Regions from separate parts of the Mus musculus genome. Here region 2 is linked to region 1. The links are chromatin contacts, called in public promoter capture Hi-C maps. All regions are on one chromosome and are shown on one strand. The core of a region is the stretch at or near the end of the contact, and the rest is flanking DNA. Distances in the headings are between cores, read along the strand shown. Region 1 holds the start of Hoxd3 (homeobox D3). Region 2 has its middle 17 kb from the start of Gm39857.

What was found. Promoter capture Hi-C pulls out the DNA fragments that hold promoters and counts their contacts.
Region 2: a contact with region 1 is called in a promoter capture Hi-C map of trophoblast stem cells, with 6 times the contacts expected there. The contact joins the enhancer-like site here to the promoter of Hoxd3 in region 1. A contact is called at or near these places in 11 of 39 promoter capture datasets (the C10 cell line, the HPC-7 cell line, cranial neural crest and 8 more), 3 of 484 Hi-C or Micro-C datasets (embryonic stem cells and uterus), 7 of 115 datasets of contacts at active chromatin or transcription factors (the NIH/3T3 cell line, embryonic forebrain, embryonic limb bud and 3 more) and 5 of 9 other capture datasets (adipose tissue, embryonic stem cells, embryonic tail and 2 more).

Annotation. Positions count from the first base shown.
Region 1 is chr2:74,710,626-74,715,833 of GRCm38.p6, forward strand. It overlaps Hoxd3 (homeobox D3), which reads left to right and starts at 1,368. Exons shown (of 3, transcript NM_010468.2): 1 at 1,368-1,691. Gm38462 (predicted gene, 38462) reads right to left here and starts at 1,433. Exons shown (of 2, transcript NR_164327.1): 1 at 1,345-1,433. Hoxd3os1 (homeobox D3, opposite strand 1) reads right to left here. Exons shown (of 3, transcript NR_027899.1): 1 at 5,081-5,208; 2 at 3,646-3,776.
Region 2 is chr2:75,410,786-75,415,615 of GRCm38.p6, forward strand. No RefSeq gene overlaps it. Among named protein-coding and RNA genes, the nearest start is that of Gm39857, 17 kb to the left of the region's middle. Within about 2 kb of position 2,011, at least 11 of the 459 cell types and tissues checked have an H3K27ac peak or open chromatin away from gene starts, as enhancers often do. A contact at or near this core is called in trophoblast stem cells, where this site is marked.

The DNA of each region.
Region 1 (5,208 bases), core at 118-2,617:
ACCATTGACTTTCAGGTGAGCTCCCCAGAGAGCTTCCCACTGACAATACAAAGGTGATACCACTCCAACCTTTGAGGAATTTTTTTTTTCCTAGATTGTTCTTTTCAAGAACAGATAAAACTCCTTCCCTTCCCAGAGCTGCATTGAGCGTTTTTCAATGGTCAAACATGGAGGCCAGGGGCTGAAATGATTGAAGAAAGAGCAGAGAGGACTAGTACTAACTTCCCCAATAAGCAAGAATTGATCGAGGACCTAAAGTGAGGGATGGGGGGGGGGGGGAATTTCCTTTCTGTGGCAATAGATTAAAAGCCCAATCGTGGGTGCTCAAAATGGTATTTCAGAGAGGTAGACAAGTATCCCAAACCATTCACAGCCTTTGGGATGAGTGGTTGCTCCCCCACCACAGAAACACGTAGGAGGCGGGAGGGACCCTAATTTAAGTTGGAGCCAAGTGGCAAATGAATGTGCTCTCTTGGCCTAAACAGCCCCGTTTTCTGGGTAAAGTATTGGGATGTGGCTTTCCTGAAATGAGCGGGTAAAAACTGAGAGTGCCTGCTTTCCTTCTGGACAAGTGTTTTTTTGTGAGGGAGAGGAAGAGAGTAGCCAAGTGACCAACGTTGGGGGGGGGGGCAGACTTGGGACTGGGGGAGGCGCTGTGGGATGACATCCCCGGAGCTTAAGCACTGCCTGGTCTCATTTCCCTCCCACATGGCGGCCAATTGCACAGACGTTTTGAGCCAAACAAAACCAAAAATGCCCAGTAATTCCTAGAAAAGGTGTGGTGCGTGCGCGCGTGCGTGTGTGTGTGTGTGTGTGTGTGTGTGTGTGTGTGTGTGTGTGTGAAAGAGGGGGGGGGAGGCACAGAGACAGACAGAGACAGAACGAGAGAGAACTGACACACAGAGAGGAGAGAGAGAGAGAGAGAGAGAGAGAGAGAGAGAGAGAGAGAGAGAGAAGAGAGGAAAGGGATTCCGAAGAGAAAGGAAAAGAAAAGAAGATAAAAAGAGGAGAGGTAGTAAGGAGAGAGAGAGAGAGAGAGAGAGAGAGAGAGAGAGAGAGAGAGAGAGAGGAGAGAGAGGAGAGAGAGAGAGAAAGAGAAGAGGAAAAACATGGCGCTCGCGAGCTGTATGTGCAAAATCCGCAAGGAATTGCAGTAAATTCCTTTTTGTTTGAAGAAAATTTACAACTTGGTAATAGACCTTTTTATGACCTATTTGCGGTCGTCATTGGCTGCGGCTGGTCATGTGCAGGCGCCGCTCGCCTTCACGGCCTTTTTCCTGATTTCCCAGGCGAATTTGCCCCCGCATTCTGCTTTCCCAGAGCCTCACCCCCTCTTTTTCTAACCTTTGTCTCTGCAGAGGTGGGCTCTAGTCGCCGGCTGCGGGATCGCGTGGTCCGCAGCGGCCTGGGCTCCCGCCGCGACTCCACCGCAGCTCGCCCCCGGTCGCGATTGCGGCCGCTTCCAGAGCCGGCGGGGAGCCCGGAAGGAGCCCCGGGCGCCGAGCCACCAGCCGCCTCTCACACTCCAGCAGGGAGCCGACCGCCTGCTTCAACCCTGGTCCCGAGCTTCCTACCCGATCCCTCCAGCAACATGAGCCCAAACCTGCCGAGGATGGTGAGCGCAGCCGGGCAGCGCCGGATGGATTCCAGCCACAGTCCGGGCCGACCGCCCGCAGTTCGGCACCCTCCGGGTAAGAGCCACCCTGCTGGCGCAGGAGCTGCCCGCTCCACCGCCTCGGGCAATGGGTGCCACTTCCCCAGCTCCCCGCGTTATTCAAGAACCTGGGGATCGCTCTCTGCATCCTCGTCCCTAAAGTATGTCCCTTGGGGCTCGAGGTAGGGTCCTGCTAGGCTCAAAAGTGCATTGGGGACTCCTTCGTGTCTCTCACCTCACCCCACCCCCTCAGAGATCCCTTGACTTGGAAACCCGCAGATCCCGAGCTCCCCTCCCCCAATCCGCCCTGTGAAGAAGAATGTGAAAATGGTTTCTGGACTCCTCAGCTTGGCTGGGGCTGGGGGGTGAGGGGTGGGGTCAGTAAAGGTTTCGTATGGTATAGAATACCGTGTTTCTGTGGTTTGATGGTGGTCAGAACTACCCTAGGTTAACAGGTGTTTTTCGAGGGTTGGGTCGTGGGTGGGGGTGGGGAGACTTCGGTGTATTCAGGATGTCTTTCATGGGTGAGGCCAATTTTTAGGATCTATATTTTATTGGGCCTTGTGTATAAAGACGCTTTAATTATTTAAAAACATTTCTCTAATTCTTAAGGGGAAAATGGTAATAATAACCCAAGCTAGGTTCTTCCTGCATCTGATAATGTGTCAGGTGAATTTGGACTATTTTATGTCACAAATGGATGTTTGCTATGGGAAGTAATATCAGAAAATCTGGTACAGGTTTTAGGATAAACCCAATAGATATTTGAGAAATGTGAGGCATTTCGGCGTTCAAACATCGCGTGTGTTTCTCATTTGTCAGAGTAATGAAAGAGTAGATCTTTTTGCTTTCCAAATGCGTTGTGTTTTTTTTTCCATTTTCCAATAAACACCATACTGCAATATTTCCCTTATTTCGAAACTACTGAACCAAACACACAGGAAAAAAAAAGAAAGAAAGAAAAAGAAAATCTTTGCAGAACATAATGTTGTTTCACTCCCCAAAATTTTGGATGGCATTTGACGATGCACTTTGAAACCCCTATTTCCTGTTCCTTCAGGAACACATAGGGAAACATTGAAACCTTAGACAATCTGCCGCATTGCGCATAAGACTGCACATGGCGGTGGGCCATAGTCCCCAACGTGCTTATCGACAAATCCTTATTGTTTGCCCAGATATTCCAGTATAACAGTGTTGGCTGTACAAATACTTGTGAACAATAGGTGATATGTTTGTAGAAAGGTGTTTTTAGTAATTAAGGATGGAATCACTCTCATTTCAAAATGGAGGACCAGTTGATGTCTGCAGAATTGTTCTGGGTCGGTAACTCAGAGGGCTCACTGTCTCTGGAGTGGGTTTTTGTTTCTTATTTTATTTTTATTCGGAGCGTCTGTATCTTGTAAGCAGTTCCCTATTACACATTGATGACGCTGAGAGTAAGAGGAAACATTCCCTTTGGAAAAACAAGCTCCTTGACTGCGTCCATAGGCCCTGCAGCTAGCTAGGTTCATTGAAGTTGGGTGGGGCTCAAAGACTTGATGGCCTGAGTCTGGGTGGGGCTGGGGGTGGACTTGGAGTTCTGAGGCTGGGTGGGGCTGGGGTGGGCTGGATGCTCGGCTGGCCAAGTTGTAGGTTTGGGGTTTCAGCTGCTTTTTCCTGGGTTTGGTGGCCCAGCGTGTTTCGGTGAAGAACGTGGTTCTGATTACACAGAGGAAGGTGGTGCCAGGTGCAAACATGGAGGATGTAGGGTATCATTGTGAGCCTCGTGGTGATATTCAAAGCTTATTGGAAAGAAACGGTTGGTTGCCACTTGAGAAATAAACGTTTGGGAAGTCGCACATTTTCTCTACAAGGAAAGGCTAAGAGGCTGACACCGCCATAACTGCCTTCATTGTCTCTGTGAACCTAACAACAAAAAATAAACAAAAAAGGAAAGAAAACCGGAGAGAAAAAGAAACGAAATTTAAAGATTATTCGGAGCCTAAGACCTTAGAGGTTTCTGGGCAAAACTCCCAGCGTCCTGGGTCCAAACTTCTATTTATAGACTGGGGAGCCAATGTCCTGGCCTTGGTTTCTTCTTGGGTGGACACAAGAGCTGGGAGTGCAGTCTCTGGAAAGTCTAGGAAATAAAGCAAAGTTCGCTATTACAAACGTAGCCAAGAAAACTGGCTGAAAATCAACCGTCTTTTTCCTATCATATCTTTCTACTAATACGTATATTTTGCCAGAATTCTGTTCTCTGAGTCCAAGAGGCAGGGGAAACCGGAACAAAGACAGTATTTCACCCTGGGCTGGCAGGCAGCTGTTAGAGGTGTTTACGGCCTTGTCGCAGTGCGGCGGAGGCCAGTGAGGGTTTTCGGGGGCACAGGAAGCTGTGGAGAAGCAACCAAGAACTCGGAATTCCGATTTAAATCCAATTTAGGTGCACTTTTTCGGAAATGATAAAAATAGATACCATTGTTTCAAAGGAAAGTATCTCCTAGACTTGATAGTTTTGCAAAACTAGAGGAGAAATTATGCTCTCTAAACCCAGGGTGGTGTTCCCCCTCTCTGTTAACAGATGACAGGGAGAAGCTGCACCCCATATGTGAAAATTCTAATTCAAAGACAACACTGAGTGTCCATCTGCAACATGGAGATTTTGTTGATTTGATTGAACCAGACTAGAAAGATTGATTTGAGGCATTAATTCAGATTTTCCTGCAAAAGAAAACCACGTGTTTCATGCCTCTTTTAGATAGGATTCTCGAGTCCTTCCACAGCCAGGCGCTGGAGTGGTGTGCGTTGGAACCCCCGGCACTGTGCTTGAGGCGGCATCGCTCAGAGCCTCTGCAGTGCGGGGCCGCGCACGCCCAGCGCATGTGCAGTGAAATAGCCCAGCCCAGGGATTGACCCAGTACTGCACAGACTGGGGGAGGGAGCGATAGGAGGAGATAACCAGACCCATTACCCCTTCCTTAGGCTTTGCTGCTCACCGTTTCTTCCTTTCATCTAAAGATAGCCACGACTTTACCCTTGACTACAATTACTTTCAATCTTAGACTTAAACCACCCCACCCTAATGTGTCTGTACACTAGAAATAGGTTGCAAATATGAGCTAGTAGTGAGTAGAATTTTTTTCTTTTCCAGGTGTACACACACACACACACACACACACACACACACACACACACACACGACCCTCAGAAATAGTTTTTTTTTTTTTTCAGACTGGCGCTGCGGCTCTGGGAAAAGGCCTTTCTTCCTGGTGCCCGTTCAAACTGACAAACTTCGGGACGATCGTTCTTGTAACGAACACCAGCACAGCACATTCTAAAGCTCAGGCTCAGCAGAGAGCAATCAGATAAACAAATAAGTAAATAAATAAACAAACAAACAAACAAACAAACAAACAAACTGGAGGGATTTTCCTCCTGCCTCACCTAATCAAGGAGAGATGAGATGCTCGCTTCTGGGTCACAGGCTTGTTGTCTGAGCTGGGGGTGGGGCGGTAAGAGGTAGCCTCAAGGACTTTTGGACTCCTTTTTGCCTCTCCAGTGGACGTGGCAGA
Region 2 (4,830 bases), core at 761-3,260, 700 kb after region 1:
AGCTGCACCAGAGGCCCGCTGGATCCGATCCACATTTTCACAAGTTTCCCAGGTGATGGGTTTACAACATTATTAATCAAAAGGGAAAAAAAGTGTCAATAAGACGATGACAGGGGATGGTTTAAAAGTGTTCATTCAACAAAAGAGCAGAATGAGCGAGAAGAAAACATTTGTACCCACATGTACCCAGGGCCTCGGTGCCAGTGTGCCTTGATTCTCAGCAGGGTTTCTTTAAGTGTCACCCCCTTCACCAAAGCCACACCCCCCACCGTAGGCAGCGTAGCATAGAAGCCTGTGGAGCCCTCCTGCAATATCCATCTTCCCTGTGCTTTGGCTTTAACTCCGGCCACCAAATATTCCTCAGTTGCATGGCCTTCCAACCTAGCCTGTTAGCAAAACAGAGCCAGAACGTGACTGGGAGAGTAAGTGGGCTTTAAAAAATGCAATAGCTCACATATTAATTAATTAAAAGTAAATAACATCTGAAATTCGACTTCTCAGTCACACTTCTCACATTTTAACTACTGAACAGTCGTGTGTGGCCACAAGGCTACGTTACAGACAGTGAAGGTCTAGAAGATTCTCTTGCAGTCTCTCATCTTTCTACCTTTTGGTTGCTGCTTAGGTGTTTGTATGTCTTCATTTAATGTTTCGGTCACAACTCAGGTGACAGCCAAAGCAGTGTGTATGAAAGCAAGCAGAAAAAAAAGACTACTGTCTTTACAGTAGTCGCTTTTAGTAGAACTCTCTGTAGAAACCAAAATTCAAAAGAAGATTTAAAAAATATCACACAGTGCCTCAAAAAATCACCCCAAGAAAATGAGAGCTTTGTATCACCTTCTTTGCAGATAAACTGCTCTGAGAGTTTCTTATTTCGGAGACAACTTTCAAAGGACAGCAACATTGCAAGCTTCGCCGTCAAGCATCTATACGTATAGGGAAAGAAAGCTAATATTCTGATTGGCTAATAAGAAGCCTGAGCAGGAAGTAATGAACCATAATTCTCTGTTCTGAATTTATGAGTAATCCATCGTCATTTAATTAACAATATAAATATTAAAAAAACATTTTATAATAAAATTTTATAATTGTAATAAGGCACCTTACAGCATGAATTATGGGGTACTAATTCCCTCCCAGTGTTGTTGAAACTGGACATGAGCGAATACATTAAAGTGCGTACTATGTCATGTCTTAGCACTTAAAAAATAAGGTGGCAGGAAAGCATTTGACAATCCTGTTCCCTTAGAGTATAAGGAAAGAAATTCAATGGAAATATAATTTATTGGGTTTGAGTTCTTATTCATTTTTCCACTAGTAATTATATTACCCACATAAGAGACAGTTATTGAAGAGGTTCAAAATACTTCAACTTTTTTTTTAATTCTAGATTTGTAAGCTTTCACCCCTCTGCAGAAAGCCCACATTTTCCCTCCTCAATCACCTCATAATTTAAGAATACAATAATAATAAAATATTAAGTCAGCAAAGCACACGGATAGGACTTTTCCAGAGGACAACGCCAATCATCCGGACTCACCGCCACTAATCCATAGGCAATCCTGGGGCTCCTGGGAAATTCCTTGGGACTGAACAAAGGCTCAGAACCTCGTCTGATGGTTTAAACAGAAGCTGGTTTTGCATCTGAGACTGAGGAGTCAAGAAAAGCCAAATCCTAAAGACCATAAACTTTCAGTGAAGCCGTGACTAGAGAGACGTGTCCTCAGGGGGCCAGCTGTCAGCGATGAGATTCCAGAGAACACAGAACAGACACACAAGCAGGCGCCTGGTCAAGCTCTCTACAGAGTGAACGTGGCTGAGATTCAGAGAAGCACGTGCCATGGAAATTCAGTCTCTGAGATCCACATTCCAAGGAGGAAAGGGCTAGCCTAAGGCAATCTGTGGTGTCCTTGAGAGCTCGGGAATGCCTCAAAGAGGGCTCAGTACAACCCTATCATCCCACCCTCCACTTCCACAGACCTAGGCCCTTTTGGATTTGGGTCTTCCTTCCCTCCTTTGTGGGTGAGGTAGGGAGTGGAATGGGAAGCAAGGTACACCACTCCTTAACTCATTATGCATAGGAGTGATCCAGGCAATTAGCCATTGTTATCCATACATTGGACTTACTAGGAACTCCGAAATGCGCCAAGATGTGAAACAATTACTGTCTGTTGTTGATAGTATCACCCGTCATTAGCATCGTTGCTGAGTTGTTCAGAAACAGGTTGAGACAAGGTCTCCTCAGCTAGCCTAAACTGGGCATGAATTTGTTATCCTTCTTCAAGCACCCAAACTCTAGGATTAAAGGTGTGTACCACGGTGCCTGACTCAAGACATTCTTTAAATAATTAAAAAAAAAAAAAAACTGGATTTTTACAGCATGTCGCTAAATAACTGTACTGATTTTCTACATGTCCCACCAAATCCTTCTTTGTATTCATCAAATGAGCCTCACAAATAGAGTGGCCCCCTCACTGTTGATCATTCAGTTACTTGGGTTGTCATGGTAACAAAGCTTGGGCTTATTGATAGGACTTTTCAGCACAGTCTGTTCAATCTATACCCTGGACTTACACAGGTATATGAAAAATTCATCCAAGTGCCAGCTGCGGTGCGCACGCCTTTAATCCCAGCCTTCAGGAGACAGAGGTGGGTAGATCTCTTTAGTGAAGGCTAGCCTGGTCTACAGAGTGAGTTCCAGGATAGCCAAAGCTACCCAGAGAAATCCTGCCTCAAAAAACAAAACAAAACAAAAAAAGTCAAGGCTCATGTACATGTAAATGACTATTCATTGGTATTATTGTTTTCTGACAAAGCTGAGTTATTTCTTCTAACAAATTCTTATTCAATGGGGGATTAAAATATATGTTCTAGACAGTTACTAGGAGAGTCTGGAAACTACTCTTAAATTCAGCTCATGTTAAAATTTGGCAAGAGAGGAGTCCATTGATGTGGAGACAGACATATCAGAATTTCACACTGCAAGTGTTGGGATATTTGCGTTTTACAGTTGTTTGAGTATTTGGCTGTGATGAAAACCATGTTGTTTAATGCACAGGAGCAAATCAGAGAATGAGGCAGCCATCTGAGTTCTCCCGGATTTCAGCAAGAGTTCAAGGGCCAGGGCACAGGGCACAGGGCACAGGGCACAGCAGGTGGCTGGTGAACTGGAAAGGATAGCACCAGCCCAAGAAGTCTGCAGTGTCACAGCAGCGTTTAAGCATCTCTACCTTCAGAAGCATTCCAGCGGTTCTCAGCCAGGAGCAGCCTGGTTTGTAGAACCTGTAAGCCCTACTCTGGCAATCTCCAAATGTGGAAACTGAAACACAGAGAAAGACGTTCTGTGATTGCACCTGTGGCCTGGTTTTCCCTTTAGACTACTATGTGGAGTACAGGAAATGCTACTACAAAATATGATACCCAGAGATGCTGAGTAGGTTAAGTTAAAGGAAACTGAGAAGACCTTAGAAGCCAGAAGATCTGATTGTAGGTCACTCTGGCTGCCTCCAAAGCAAGTCATGAAAAAAGTATTTGATCTTCTTTCTTTAAGTAAAGATCCTAAGAATGTCATTCCAGAAGGGTCTTTCCCAACACCAGGAGGCCAAGAATTTGAAGAATATGGCCTTGCATATTCATCAGCATCAGGCCACACCCTTCTGTCCACTTTGACAAGACTGTCCTCAAAGATAGTTTTCCATGGGTCTTTGGGTCTTCATTGCTAAAGGGTCTTGAGTCACATAAAAATCAAGTACGTTTGCTATGCTTTCCATTCCTTATAGGGAAATCAGACCTGAACCTTGCCATGGGTGAAGGGGTGGGGGAAGCAGTACTACATGATCCAGGAGGAGGAAACATGGTGATGATGCCAGTCTAATGATGGCTTGGGACAGAGCTCATGCGGAAGACAAATGAAGTGAGAGCTCTGGTGCCAGCCAGTGAAGCTTGGGTGGGAACTACAGGAGTGTGGAGAAAGGAGAATCCCATGAGAGGCAGCTTGTTGAAACCCGGGGCTTTATGCCGTCATGACTGTGTGACCCTTACCATTGGCCACACACTGTTGGAAGTGCCCAAGTGAGGAGTCAGTCAGCGGACCTTTCAATAAAATTCATATCATTGATTTACCCCTATCACAACCCCACTGCTTATTTCACAGCAATACTTCACCCTCCACACTGCCCCCTTTGTCTGTTGCTCCTCCTGGAGTCCACATGATCTACACCTGAAAGACTGACTTTCCCAACGTTCATCAGGCTCTTTGTGCATGTTTTCTTAAATGTTGTCAGGCATGCAGAGCAATTGGGTTTTGTTGTAACACTTCATACATTGTTTGGTGATCTTCCCTCCACCATCCTCCCCCTCCTCCTCCTTCTGGATGCTTTCGTCATCCGGTAACCCCCATCTGCCTTTCATGATATTAATACATATACTCTATCATTCTCTTTTTCTTTTGCCCTACCTCCCTTGAGATCTCTGTTTGTCTCTGCTTGTGGTTTCCTTTCTAATTGTATGAACTATACACATGAGGGCACATGCATGCTCTTGCACACACATGTGGGGAGTGGCATGTAAAAATTAAAATCAATGTTCTACCTATTAGAGGAAACATGTAGTATTTGTCTTTCGGGATATTTTTCTATAAGCATCTATAATCATAGAAAATAAGAAAAATAATGCTTTAAAACAAACCTAGGCATATTATACAAATGAAAGAGAGGAAGAGAGAGAGCCTTGCTTGGTCCAACCTCTTCTCTACCATGTTAGGATTATATATATATATATATATGTGTGTGTGTGTGTGTGTGTGTGTGTGTGTGTGTGTGTCTCCCAATA